Linked DNA regions of Mus musculus: region 2 is linked to region 1. A link is a contact called in public promoter capture Hi-C data. All regions are on one chromosome and are shown on one strand. Each heading gives the region's core, a stretch centred on a gene start, on an enhancer-like site or on the middle of the called end of the contact. The rest is flanking DNA. Distances are from core to core; before and after follow the strand shown.

Region 1 (6,196 bases), core at 2,277-4,776:
GGTTGCTGGGATTTGAACTCCGAACCTTTGGAAGAGCAGTCGGGTGCTCTTACCCACTGAGCCATCTCACCAGCCCGTTGTTGTACATCCTTGGCCTCAAACTTATGTGCTTATGCTTGTGAAGCAAGCACTCTGCCATTAACTTCTGTTGAAGTTGGGTCTCATGTAGCCCAGGCTTACCTTATAATCCCTATTTGCCTGAAGATGACCTTGAATATCTGATCTTGTCTTCCACTCCAGCATAATGTCAGCACAGGTGTGATGGACTACTGTATTGCGCTTCCCTTTTTTAATTTAAAATTTTCATTAACCAATTAATTAGTCCTTTTGAGACAAGGTCTCATGGAGTAACCATGCCTTGCCTAGATGATACTTGGGTAGATAGACTAAGCTGGCCTCAGTCTTACAGAAATCTGCCTGCTTCTGCCTCCTAGGCCATTATGCCTGACAAAACTTTTATTTAATTTTTTTCTTAATATTTTGGAGTGTTTTGCCTGTGCATTATCTGTGTACCATGTGCATGCCTGGTTCTCCAGAATCCAGAGAAGATGTCATGTCCATGGAATAATGGATGGTTGCGGGCTGCCATGTGGGTGCTGGGAACTGAACCTGGGTTCTCTGCAAGAACAACAAGTACTCTTAACTTCTGAACCATCTCTCTGGCCCCTGAGGGGCTTCTTGTTTGATTGTTTGTTTGTAATGTATTTATTTGGTGTGCATTGTTGTTTTGCATGCATGTATGTTACATTGTCAGATCCCTGGAACTAGAGTTGCAGACATTGGTAAGCTGTCATATGGGTGCTGGGAATTGAAGAACAGCCAGTTCTCTTAACCACTGAGCCATCTCTCCACCTTTCTTTCTTTTTTTTTTTTTTTTTAAAGGTAGGGTTTTTCTGTGTAGACTGAGCTATTCCAGAACTCTATGTAGACCAGGCTGACTTCAAATTCACAGAGCTCCACCTCCCTCCCAACTACTGGAATTAAGGGCATATATCACTGTGCCTGGCTGTTGCTTTTAATATAAGATTCTTGTTATATAGTCCAGGATCGCCTTGAACTTACTATATAGCCAAAGCTGGCCCCAAACTCACAGACCTCCTGCCTTCCTCAGCCTCCTGAGTGCTAGGATGATAGGCATGCCCCGTGCCCGAGTTCACTGCATGAACTTTGATACGCAGGTTGACCTTTTTATCCAAGTCCTTTCAGTGTCTGTTGCCCTGTCCTCTGTTACGAGTATATTGTGCCCTATATAGTTGATGTTTTTGCTCAGCTCAGGCTGCAGTAGCCAAAACTACTGACTGGGGACATGAACAGCATTCCTTACACTTCGAGAGATAGAAACAGCAAAATTTAGGCGCCCGCATCGTACGTTCTTGGGAGAGGACTCTTCCTGAATCTTGGAGCCATCCCACATGGTGTCTGTATACTCAGGGCAGGGAAAAGGAGAAAGCATGAAAAGTCATTGTCTCCTTTCCCTAGCTTCTAGGTTTCTGCCAGGAATGGAAGCTGGAGCTTCGCACACTCTTAAGCACATGCTGTACAGCTGAGCTAAGCTCACCCACAGACATCAGCAGTCTTGCTTCCATTGTGGCCCTAGGGGACTGTTTTCCTGTTCTCTGAGGCAAGTGCTTCCTCCTAAGCATTCCAGGAAGACAGCAGTGGCTGACTTGTGTCTTAGGCTGGCCCCAAACATACTGCTGTGACTATTAACTAGCCATTCCGAGGGATTTTTATAGGGGATATTACCTTAAGGTTTCAATTGCTTTGATAACACAACCAAAATCAAGTTGGAGAGGGAAATGTCCATTTCATCTCAGGTTACAAATAACAGAGGGAACTCAGGATAGAAATTTAAGGCAGGAGCTTGGGTGAAACAAATGATGCAAAGACTGGAGGAAGCCTACTTTCTGATGGTGCCCAAGGCTGGACCATCCACAGTGGGCTTTCTGTATCAGTCATCAACGAGGATAATGCCCCACAGGCTTGCCCATAGGACATTCTTACGGAGGCATTTTCTCACTGAGTTCTCTTCTCAGATGACTGTAGCTTCTATCATATTGACAAAACACTAGCCAGCATTGATGTTCTCTTGAATTATTCTAAAAGAATGTGGGCTGCCATATTACAGCACAAAGCCACTGTCAGCGGTTTTAGTATTTTGTTTTATTTTTATTGTTTGAGACAAAGTCTTACTGCCTAGCTGAAGCTGGCAGCCTGCGTCAGCCATTGTGCCTGAAGCACAGAGCCATTTTTCTAAGCCATGTGGGGGACTGAAGGCAGCAGTCTCACCTTACAAAAGTAAGCTTTAGGGGATGGTGCTGAGTCAGCACTGTAGCAGTTTCTCTTCTAAGTTCCTGGTGTCAGTGTCACTCTGCTTGTCCCTGGCCTCACACGCTTTTTAGAGTTGTATGTCTGTGGAAAATTGAGATGAAGGGCTACAGAGATGGCTTAGCAGTTGAGGGCATTGACTGGTCTTGCAGAGGACTTGGGTTTAATTCCTAGCATGCACATGGCAGCTCCCAACTGTCTATAACTCAAGATTTAGGGGATCTCATGCCCTCTTCTGGGGTTCCTATTGGGGTGCCAGGCACATATATAGTGAACAGAAATACAAGCAAAAAAATTTTTTTTAAATATAACTGAGACTCATTCGAGCATTTTTTTAAAAGATTTATCTATCTATCTATCTATCTATCTATCTATCTATCTATCTATCTATTTATTATATGTAAGTACACTGTAGCTGTCCTCAGACACTCCAGAAGAGGGCGTCAGATCTCGTTACGGATGGTTGTGAGCCACCATGTGGTTGCTGGGATTTGAACTCCTGACCTTCAGAAGAGCAGTCGGGTGCTCTTACCCACTGAGCCATCTCACCAGCCCCATCCCAAGCATTTTAATCCAAATTTTAGGGTAGAGAAATTATCAGGCCTCAGTCCTTTTTACCTTCAGAGTGATGTGCTGCGTCTTCTGTCCTCCTCCTTGGTTTCTGATGCTGTAGCTCAGACCAGTCTCCTCCTTGTGATCTCTGCATTTGGGTCCCGGGGTGGGAACTGGGGAGTCTTTGCTCCTGACAGTCACTTTCTTTCAGCCTCTGGATGAGACCAGCCAGATGAGTGACCTCCCTGTGAAGGTGATCCACGTGGAGAGTGGCAAGATCCTCACTGGCACAGATGCCCCAAAAGCCGGGCAGCTGGAAGCCTGGCTTGAAATGAACCCAGGGTGAGTTAAATGCTTCCTTTGTGGGACTTGCGGCTGGGGCAGTGGTACTTGCATTTGAGGGCCAGATCAGGTTCTAGGGAAAGTAAAGCTGCTACTTGCAGGCAGAGCTGCATCCAAATACTGCTGTGTTCCCTAGGTATGAAGTAGCCCCCAGGTCAGACAGTGAAGAAAGTGGCTCTGAAGAGGAGGAGGAGGTAAGAGACCACTTTGTTTTAACTGTTGTTGGGGTTTCCACCTTGTTTGTGGATGTCACCCTGTGGACTGTGCCCTTGTGCCTTGTGTGCTGGCAGGGCATGGTGTGGCAGGGGCAGCCACAGCTCTGGGCTTGCCTGGAAGTGGTGCTTCAGAGCTTTGCTAACTTGTGGACTGTTTCCATTCAGGGCAATCCAGTTTAATCATTTCCTCGGTTGCACTGGCCACATTTCAAGCACCCAGCATCACTCCTCTGAACGCTCTGCTGCTTTTGCCCATTCATCAGTGCTGTGATTGAACAGTCATGAGTGCGTGCCCCATATATGCGGCTGCCTCGCCTCAGTGTTCTCTTGCTCATGCCTCTTGATGGCTCCTGCCTACATCTGTTTCTCCCTGGGCTTTGTGTTCCCCTTCTCCCCACATCATTAGGCCGATGGAATGCCATCTACTCAAGCCTTCCCTGTTGAATTGCTGTGTTAGAAAGAGGACTTGTGGTTTTTATGTCTACTGGAGTCTTGAGGGCCACCTGCCTACATAAGAGTCAGTTTTAGGTGCATATGTATATATCTAAGCTGTTTGTTTGTTTTTTTGTTTCAGACAGGGTCTTGCTATTTTTTGCACATTCTGGCTTGAAGCTCAGACATGCATCCTCCTGCCTTTCTGAATGCTAGAGTTAGTTATACCTGTTACTACCATGCCCTGTAGAGAATATTGTGTTCTAATGTAAACAGCTTCATTGAGATCTAATTTACATAAACTGGAAAGTTCAATTATTTCTTAGTTAACATATGGAACTGCGGATCAGCTCCTCACACCAATTAGAAAGCAACCTTTAAGCTGTCTGTGGCTGTCTGCTCTCCCTTCCCTTTATGCCCAGCAAGCCACAGAACCGTTTTTGTTTGTTTGTTTGTTTGTTTTTTATTTCTTGTTGGATGAGTCTTCCTGTATAGCCCAGGCTAGCTTCGACTTAGTATCCTCTAACTTGAGTCTCACGAGTACTAGGATTACAGCCACGCACCCCACAGAGCTCACCACTCTGCTTTCCATCTCCAGATTAGCCATTTGTAGACTTGCTGCAAATGGAGTCGGAGCACCAGTGTGTTGGCATGTTACCGAGGTTCATCATGTGTTGTGTGTGTTGTAAGAACTTGATCTTTTTATTGCTGCATTGTGTTCCATTGTATAAATATACCACATTTTGTTTACCTGTCCACCATCGGTTGACACTTGTATTTCTGTTTTTACTATGAATAATTACGTTGTGAACATTTGAAAACATGGTTTGTGTGGACATATGTTTTCATTTTTCTTGGGTAGATGCCTAGGCGTGGATTTGCTGGGTCACGTGGTAAGTTTATGTTTACTTTCTAAGACTGCCCAACTGTTCTCCAAAGTGGCTGTACCATTTCACAGGTTCCAGTTTTTCCATGTCCTCACCAACACTTGGTATTGTCTGTCCTTTTGCTTATGGCCATTTTAGTGGGTGTGTGGTGGCATCTCATTTGGTTTTCATTTGCATTGCCCTAGTACGCAGTGATGTTAAGCATCTTCATGTGCACATGTGCGCCATCCAGCCATCTTCCTCAATGGAAGTCTGCTCAAGTCTGGTCTTAACTGGGCTGCCGTCCTAATGAGCTCTCAGCCCTTACTTATTCTAGACACACATCTCTGACCCAGTGTATAATTTGCAAATATCTTCTCCCAGTATGCTTGGTTTCTCACTCTTTGTGTGTGTGTGTGTGTGTGTGTGTGTGTGTTACCTGTAAATATATAAGTGTAGGCACACAACAGTGTGTATGTAGAAGTCAGGGGACAGCCTGAGATGTCCATCCTCACCTCTACCTAGAGCCTGGAGCTCTCTTTACTGCTGTGTACTACAGGTGAGCTGGCCCACATGTTTCTAGGGATCCTTCTTTCTCTGCCCTCCCATCTCACCATAGGAGCATTGGGATTATAGACATGCAGTACTGCATCTGGCATTATGTTGTGTCTGGGGATTGAACTCAGGTCCTCACACTTGTGTGCAAGTGGTTCACTCACGTAGCTGTCTCCCCAGCTTCCAGCATGTGATTAATGGTTTCTTACTGCCTTTATCATTTTGTAGGGTCAGAGTGATTGTTCGTGTACTCTTGATTTTGGTAATTTAGTGATTTGTCTCACTTCGTTGGCTGATCTAGGCTTAAATTATTGAAGTAAGGCTTTTGGTTTTGGATGTAAATAGTGTTTAAACTTATATGATTTTGGTTTTAGACTTACTGATTTTATTCATGGGTGTATGTCTTGTGTCTGCTGCTGTCAGCAGGAGCCAGAATAGGGTATTGGATCCCTTGAAACTGTAGTGCAGGCAGTTGTGAGCTCCCACCGTGCATACAGGGATTTGTACTCACATCCTTTGGAAGAGCATTATGTGCTCTTAACGGAGGAGCCATCTCCTCAGCCCTACACCTATATGTTTATCCCTATTCACCCTTGGCTACATTTCATAAACGTGGGTTTTGAGATCTTTTTTCTTACTGTGTATCACTCAAGCTTGCCTTGAACTGTTAGGCCGGCCTCAAACTCCAAATCCCCCTGCTCCAGCCTCCTAAGCATGGGTAATTAGAGTTGCATGCCTTGGTGCCTGGCTTCATAAATGTTACTTTTTTAGCTCCCCCAACTCCCCCAAAAAACGTAAGCATTTTACTTGCTAGATAAGCATTGCTGTGTGTCTCATACATTTTAATGACTTTGGCTTGCTGTTTGTTTATTTGTCAGGGGGTTTGTTTTGGTTTTGGGGGTTTTT
Region 2 (7,034 bases), core at 2,251-4,750, 100 kb after region 1:
TTAGCATCTGGTAGACATAGGGGAGGGTGTCACACAGTGACTCAGAGCAAATATTCTCATTTTATTTATTCATTTACTTAAAGGACTTTTTTTTTGGGGGGGGGCGCATCTTTTGAGACAGGGTTTCTCTGTGTAGCTCTGGCTGTCCTGGAACTCACTGTATAGACCAAGCTGGCCTCGAACTCAGAAATCTGCCTGCCTCTGCCTGAGTGCTGGGCGTGTGTGCGCCACCACTGCCCGGCCTGTTGTGTTTTTTAAGACAGTGTTACTCTTCGTAGCCTTGGCTGTCCTGGAACTTGCTCTGTAGACCAGGCTGGCCTTGCACTTAGAGATCCTCTGAAGTGCTGGGACCACTGCCCGGCTCACCTCATTCACTCTTAGTCACCTCTGTAAGGTTTCACTGCCAGGCATCCTACCCACGAGGGGCCACGGAGAAGCTCCTGAAGAAAGGTGCCTACCTGCATTTGATCCCGGAGAGCCCACTTGATAGAAGGAGAAAACGAAATACCAGACTCTGCTGTGACGGCCACATGACCTTAAATCCCCAGCACTCTGGCAGGCATATCTCTGAGTCTGAGGCCAGCCTGGTCTATATTGTGAGTTCCAGGGACAGCCAGGGCTACATAGTGTGACTGTGTCTCAAAAACAAACAAACAACAAAGTTTTTTTTTTTTTTTTAAATCTCTCCTCAGTAAGAATTTGGTGGTTAGGTTTCCAACATAGATTTTTGGGGTCACGCTGATCTCAGGGACCAAAGTGCACTCACCATTTGCAGGTCCTATTGTAAGAACAGGACACCAACACTCTGGAGACTGGGGCAGAGGGATGACAAGTTTGAGGTCCCCCTGGAATAATCCTCAGGAATGACACAAGGGACAGTGTCACCAGCTATTTACCCATTTAGTTTGCTCAATTTCTGATGCCATGGAATTTGGTGGCCTGCGTTCCACCCAGAGCAGAGGTGTCAGTGTGGCACCCGGCCCCTGGCCCTCAGGTCATGTTTATTGTCCCATCAGAAGTCGACACTGTACTGACCACCCAGGGGACATCCGCCGTCCGGCCTGTGGTCACCGCATCAGCTACCAGGCCACCGAAGCACAGTGAGGATCTCTCAGCTCCCAGTACTCCTAGGCAGCCTGTGGACACCCCAGGGCTCAGCACAGTGGCGTCAGTGACAGTGTCCCACCAAGGTACCGGCCAGGCCCAGCCTTCATTTCATAAGTACTGCATTTTTTAATTACAGTGATGTGATGTATTTGTGGGTTTGGGGAATTGGCCACTCTGCCTGTGGGGTCAGACACAGCTTGTGACAGTATGTTCTGTCCTCCTTCCATGCGGGGCTTAGGATCAAACTCAGGTTAGCAAGCTTGGCAGCAAGCTTCGTTACTCTCTGAGCCATCTTGCTGTGTTAAGTGTCTATGTGGGTACAGTTTCTGTGCAAATGTCTGGCATCTCTAGGGATCCTAGAACTGTCCCCTGTGTACACTGGAGGCCAGCTGCCTACAGACTAAGTCCACATGACTTTGTAGGGACCTTAGTAACATTCCCAGGTTCCCCTGAACTTTAACATGGTGTTAGACATGTCCTGCCCTGTCCCCTCTCTGATGTCTTTGAGCCTCCTCACCTTATCCTTTCCCTTTTTGCAGTCCAGGGTGACATGGCTGGCAGAGGGAATGAGGAGCAGCCACATGGTATGAGGTTCCTGTCCATCTTCTTCCCTATTGGTAAGTGTTGCCTGCAGTGCTAACCTGGCCATGTCACCTTTCTGACAAAAAATGGAATACCCCTGCCTGAGGGATGCCCCTGCCTGCCTCGAATCACTGCCCCCTTCTCACTCATTACAAATAAGATGGAGTGGAGTGTCCCTGGTGGTGGTGATGAAACACAACTTGAGTTTTCTCAGGGCCAGCCTGGTCTACATACAGACTTTTAGACCGGCAAGGGAGTGGGGTAGACAGTGGATTTCTTTCTCAAAAAATAATTGTGATCCTGTGTGAAAAAATCATGGTGGTTCATACCTTGAATCTTAGCATCCAGGAAGCAGAGACAGGAGTTTGAGGCCAGTCTGGTCTACAGAGTGAGTTTCAGGACAGCCAGAACTACACAGTGAGACCTTGTCTCAATAAATAAATTAATTAATTAAAAAGAGCAAAGTTGACAGAGAATCTCAAAAGTTAGAACCAGGGTCAGGCTATGGGGCCCAGGCTGGCTCAGAAGTCAGCATCCTCCTGCCTCATTCCCCTGAAGTGTTAGACTCCCAGTGAATGCTATACCAACACACACTCCCTTGGTTTTTTTCTTTGTATGATAGGTGAGTATAATTTTACATTCAAAACATATCGCTGTCACATGAAAGGGCCAGGATGGACATGCCGGTAGCTTCACTGGCACGGGGTCTCCTGAGAGCCCCTGACCAAGCCCCTCTCCCCACAGCACTGGTTGCCCTCCTTGTCCTTGGGGCCGTCCTGCTGTGGAGGAACTGGCGGCTGAAGAACATCAACAGCATAAACTTTGACAACCCAGTCTACCAGAAGACCACAGAGGACGAGCTCCACATTTGCCGAAGCCAGGATGGCTATACCTACCCCTCAGTGAGTGTGCCCTTTGTGGGAGAGATGAGACATCAAATGAGGTGAAGGACAGAAGTTAGGTGGAGTGGAAGGAGAGGAAGCCCAAACCAGGGGCATGCACAGCTCAGTGGTAGAACCTGCCTAGGCCCCCAGTGAGGGCTTAGGGTGTGCCTCACAGTAGCAGGAACATGCTAGAGCCAGCTGTATGTGGACCGGGGAGGAGGTCTCCTCTGAGTGGGGGTTGGGAATAGAGGAATCAGTTCATTGCAAAGACCTCAAATTGTGATAAGATTGGGCACAGTGTACTTAAGAAGCATAAGGGAAGACTGGAGAGATGGCTCTGTGGTTAAGAGTACTGGCTGTTCTTCCAGAGGACCTGGGTTCAATTCCCATCTCCCACATGGTGGCTCACAATTATCTATAACTCCAGTTCCAGAGGATCTGATACCTTCTGGCCTTCACAGGCATCAGGCACATGTGTAACTTTAATGCAGAGAACACACACACACACACATACACACACATCCCCTCCCAAGGGTGGGGGGAGAGAGAGAGAGGGAGGGAGGGAGGGAGGGAGGGAGGGAAGGAAAGAGAGAGAGAGAGAAAGAGAGAGAGAGGTTTTCTAAAAAATCAGAAAGAAACACGGGATATATCTGTGGTAAGATCCGAGCCTGGAAGTGAGAGGAGAGCATTGTGAGCCTTAGTTGACCCAGTCTTAGGTGTTCTGGCCACCTCTGGTGACTGCGCAGGGACAGAAGGTGAGGGACACGAGCAGGAGAGAGAGGTGGATTCCTGCCATGCTTGTGTATAGTCCTGTTAGTCTGATTGTTTCCTGTGTTTCCGCTTTGCTGACAGAGACAGATGGTCAGCCTGGAGGACGATGTGGCATGAGCAGCCGGGAGAGCCGTCTCTTTCCGGGATCCATTGCCAAGCTTAGGCAGAAAAGACACTCTCTCCAGACCTCCCCATCCAGCACTGGTCCTGCCACCTCCCTGGGCTCTGTGTTGCTCAAAGCAAGATAAGAGCAAAGCTGGGCTGGGGGCCAAGCTCAGCTGCCTGTCTGCCCCAGGTTCTGTTTTATATATTTATTGTCTGGGGACAGAAAAGGCTACTGGCTGTGCTTGAAATTCGAATTCTGCCTGGGAATTTTTTTTTTTCTCCCATCTTCATTTCCTTGGAAGCCAAATAGGCTGTCCCAGAAGCTTCTGAATTCTACTCTTTTCAACACTAACACGGAGGAGGAAGAGACCCACCCAGGCAGAGAGAAGCCTGCTGGACATGAGACAGCAGGTACTACTGACCGGGTCCTGGGTACCATAGCCAGTCCCTAACCTCAGGACTTCCTGCATTGACCTTCATCCCAGAGCCTTCCTGCCTGACTCTGCCGCCCCCATCAGAAGCCAGGAAAGTGACTCGTGACATTCGGTACTGATCTTGCTGGATCTTGAGGCCGGCAGCTGCCAGTGATGGATACCCGCTCATGCCTTTGCCAAAACGTCACCCGTTCCTGGAGGGACAAGCCCAAGTCGCCATTCTCCCTTAATATTTATCAAGTGCCTGAGACAACTGGTTGCCTTGCTCAGGAGTCCTGGCCTGCTCAGTGTCCTGCTGCTCAGGGGTGGCCGGCAGGACCCCTGTCCTGTGCCCAGCCCCCGAGTCTCCGAGTGAGGCTTGCACTTCTCTCTGCGCACTTTTCCCGTTCTGTGCTGGGCACCCACGTGGTCCACATTTGTACTCCTAGGTTGCACTGACCCTGGTGCATTGGATGGGACCTCAGGCCGGAAGTGGCCCCGAATCATTGACCACAGAAGATAATTGCCAGGCTCCAAGCATCCATTGCCTTCTTCAGTACTGGGGGGAACTCAGGGCCTCTGTCTGGTGTTTAGTTAGTCTGTTTGTTTGTTTGTTTGTTTGTTTGTTTGGTGGTTTCTGGCTCTGCACAGCAGAGTTGTTTAGCTCCTCTGGTAACGTCATCCTCTCTCACAGAGACATCCAGCCTGCTGAAGGGGAGAGATGGGGCGAGGGGAGGGATACACGCATGGTTTCTCAGGTGTGGTGGCACTTGGCTTTAATCCTATGCTCAAGAGGAAGAGGTGGGCACATGTCTGAGGTCCAAGCCTACATAGTGAGACCTTATATATCTAAAAACCAAAAGAAATCCCAGACTATTTGGTGGGACTTGGAAGAATACTTAGAAATTGCCACAGATTTGTCACATGGGTAACCTAAGAAGACAGTGGTGGCCTTACTTGGATTCCTGGGTAGATCCACCTGTCCACTACTCAAGACACAAGGGCACACTGCCCAGCCCACTGGGACACTTGTAAAGAGCTCTGTAATGTGCCGATGGCACCTGGCTCGGTTTTCATTCTGTATATTCAAGGATATCACACATATGTATTAAATCTATTTATTTTTGCAAACCCTGATTGCTGCACCTCTCTGCAATTTCTCCAGGTTAGGCTGGGGTGATACTCTGGGATGCTCTGTATACAAAGATGATTTGAATGGGCTGATCTCAGGCCTGTCCTGTGCGTTGCTTTGAGTGGGTGGGAACTGCTTTGAAACCCTTGTTCAGATGTTTTTATAGGCTGAAAATATCATACTGTGATGGATTAAATTCTTTTTTGGAAACTTTGTCATCCTTATGTGTGTGAGGTGTGGGGTGCAGAGGAGGCATCGGGAGGCTTGGAGGATAGCTTTGTGAAGCCACTTCTCTGTATTCACCCAGGCTTAGGAACAGGCTTGTGTGTGTGTGGGGGGGAGGGGGTCACGCACCTCTCTCCGTGTGGGTGTCCTGAAACTCCAAATTGTTCCTTTGAGGCAAAGTTCTTCCCTGAACCTGGGGCCCCCTCAGCTATGTCTAATGCCAACAAGGCCCAGCCTGGCTCTGCTCTGCTCAGAGTCAGGGGTTACAAGGTTCAGAGAACTCCCATCTTGCTAAGCTGGTGCTCGAGTGTGCGCCGTGCCCCTGGTGACAAAGTGAGCGTCCTTAGCTGCTGAGTCCACCATTTCGCTAGCTGTGCCTTCTGTTTGAGTTGCGTGGTTTTGGTAGTTTGGAGCCAGGATCTCACAATGTAGCCTGTGTTGGGTTGCAGGGCCAGGAAGAGTAGCTGAAGTGCCTATTTTAAATACCAAAGCAGACCTGGCCTACAAGTTCTCCCAGTATCCTGCAGTCCCTACCTGTTGCTGGGCACATAGGTAGGTACACCCCACAGTCTACCCTGAACTTTCCAGCCCCTGCAGCCCAGGGGCGGGGCTTCCTCTCCCCAAGGCTCTATTAGGTAATCTAGACATTTTGGTTCTGTCTCCTCTGCTTGTATACTTTCTTCCTCTGTCCCAGCCGCTGCCTTTCTGTCTGCACAGCGACTTCCCTGACCCCCTCCTGGGACATCAGTGAGCCTGCCATAGAATAACATCCAACCAACCTCATTATAAACTTGAAAACCCAGACTAAACTCACCTGCCTCAGCCTTCCCAGTGTTAGTGTTGAGCTGTGTCTCTCACCGGCCGTCTTTTTTAGGACAGAGGCATTATTCTCTCTGTCTCACACATCCACGAGGGGTATTTTTTAAGACAGAGGCATTATTCTCTGTCTCACACATCCACGAGGGATGATGAAGGTGAGCACACTAACCAAAGAGCAAGTCTTTTTTTTTTTTTTAAGATTTATTTATTTATTTATTTATTTATTTATGGTTTTTCGAGACAGGGTTTTACAACCATCAGGAATGAGATTTGACACCCTGTTCTGGTGTGTCTGAAGACAACTACAATGTACTTCCATATAATAAATAAATCTTAGCCAGGTGTGGTGGCTCACGCCTTTAATCCCAGTACTTGGGAGGCAGAGGTAGGCGGATTTCTGAGTTCGAGGCCAGCCTGGTCTACAGAGTGAGTTCCAGGACAGCCAGGGCTACATAGAGAAAACCCTGTCTCGAACTCCCTCCCCTCCCCCTGAAGGGAAAAAAGAAAAGAAAAATTCAGGGAAAGAGTCTTGGGGAAACAGAACAGGAATGGAGATACACTAGACAAACAACCTGGCTCCGACCCTGGCTCTGCTGTAGTTTTCTGTGTGACCCTGTGCACTTCAGAGCCTCGTTAGCCCAGTAATTCCACCTTCTGCCAGACTGGTGGGACCTCTACCCAGGCCTGCCATCTCCTCTGAATCCACGGGGTGGCACATCCGTCCTTCCTTCTGCCCTTTGTTTGGGGCAAGAGCCAAACTGCCTCAGAGAGAAAGTGGAGAAGCAAGTGGCCTGGAAAGCCCGTGGCTTCACAGGCCTTCAAGGACTGCCTCCCTGAGTCATGGTGCTGGCATGTGTGGCTAACAGCATGGTGGAGCTTCCACGTCCTGGGAGTTAACAGACTGGAGAGCAGGTGTGGGGCTCCCACGGGACATCATGCATGGAAGGTGATGGACTGACTTTCTTCTTCTCAAGACAAGGGTTTCTCTGTGTGGTT

The links. Capture Hi-C pulls out chosen DNA fragments and counts their contacts.
Region 2: a contact with region 1 is called in a promoter capture Hi-C map of pancreatic islet. The contact joins two enhancer-like sites. A contact is called at or near these places in 4 of 39 promoter capture datasets (embryonic stem cells, liver, maxillary cranial neural crest and 1 more), 10 of 484 Hi-C or Micro-C datasets (CD8 T cells, DN3 thymocytes, Th1 cells and 7 more), 6 of 115 datasets of contacts at active chromatin or transcription factors (the 230-238 cell line, bone marrow-derived macrophages, double positive thymocytes and 3 more) and 4 of 9 other capture datasets (adipose tissue, embryonic stem cells, liver and 1 more).

What each region holds. Positions count from the first base shown.
Region 1 is chr9:21,644,260-21,650,455 of GRCm38.p6, forward strand. It overlaps Smarca4 (SWI/SNF related, matrix associated, actin dependent regulator of chromatin, subfamily a, member 4), which reads left to right. Exons shown (of 34, transcript NM_001174078.1): 12 at 3,092-3,222; 13 at 3,359-3,416. Among named protein-coding and RNA genes, the nearest start is that of Smarca4, 31 kb to the left of the region's middle. Within about 2 kb of position 3,527, at least 10 of the 459 cell types and tissues checked have an H3K27ac peak or open chromatin away from gene starts, as enhancers often do. A contact at or near this core is called in pancreatic islet, where this site is marked.
Region 2 is chr9:21,744,716-21,751,749 of GRCm38.p6, forward strand. It overlaps Ldlr (low density lipoprotein receptor), which reads left to right. Exons shown (of 18, transcript NM_010700.3): 15 at 1,017-1,190; 16 at 1,647-1,724; 17 at 2,434-2,591; 18 at 3,426-5,204. The coding sequence ends at 3,461. Among named protein-coding and RNA genes, the nearest start is that of Spc24, 12 kb to the right of the region's middle. Within about 2 kb of position 3,501, at least 41 of the 459 cell types and tissues checked have an H3K27ac peak or open chromatin away from gene starts, as enhancers often do. A contact at or near this core is called in pancreatic islet, where this site is marked.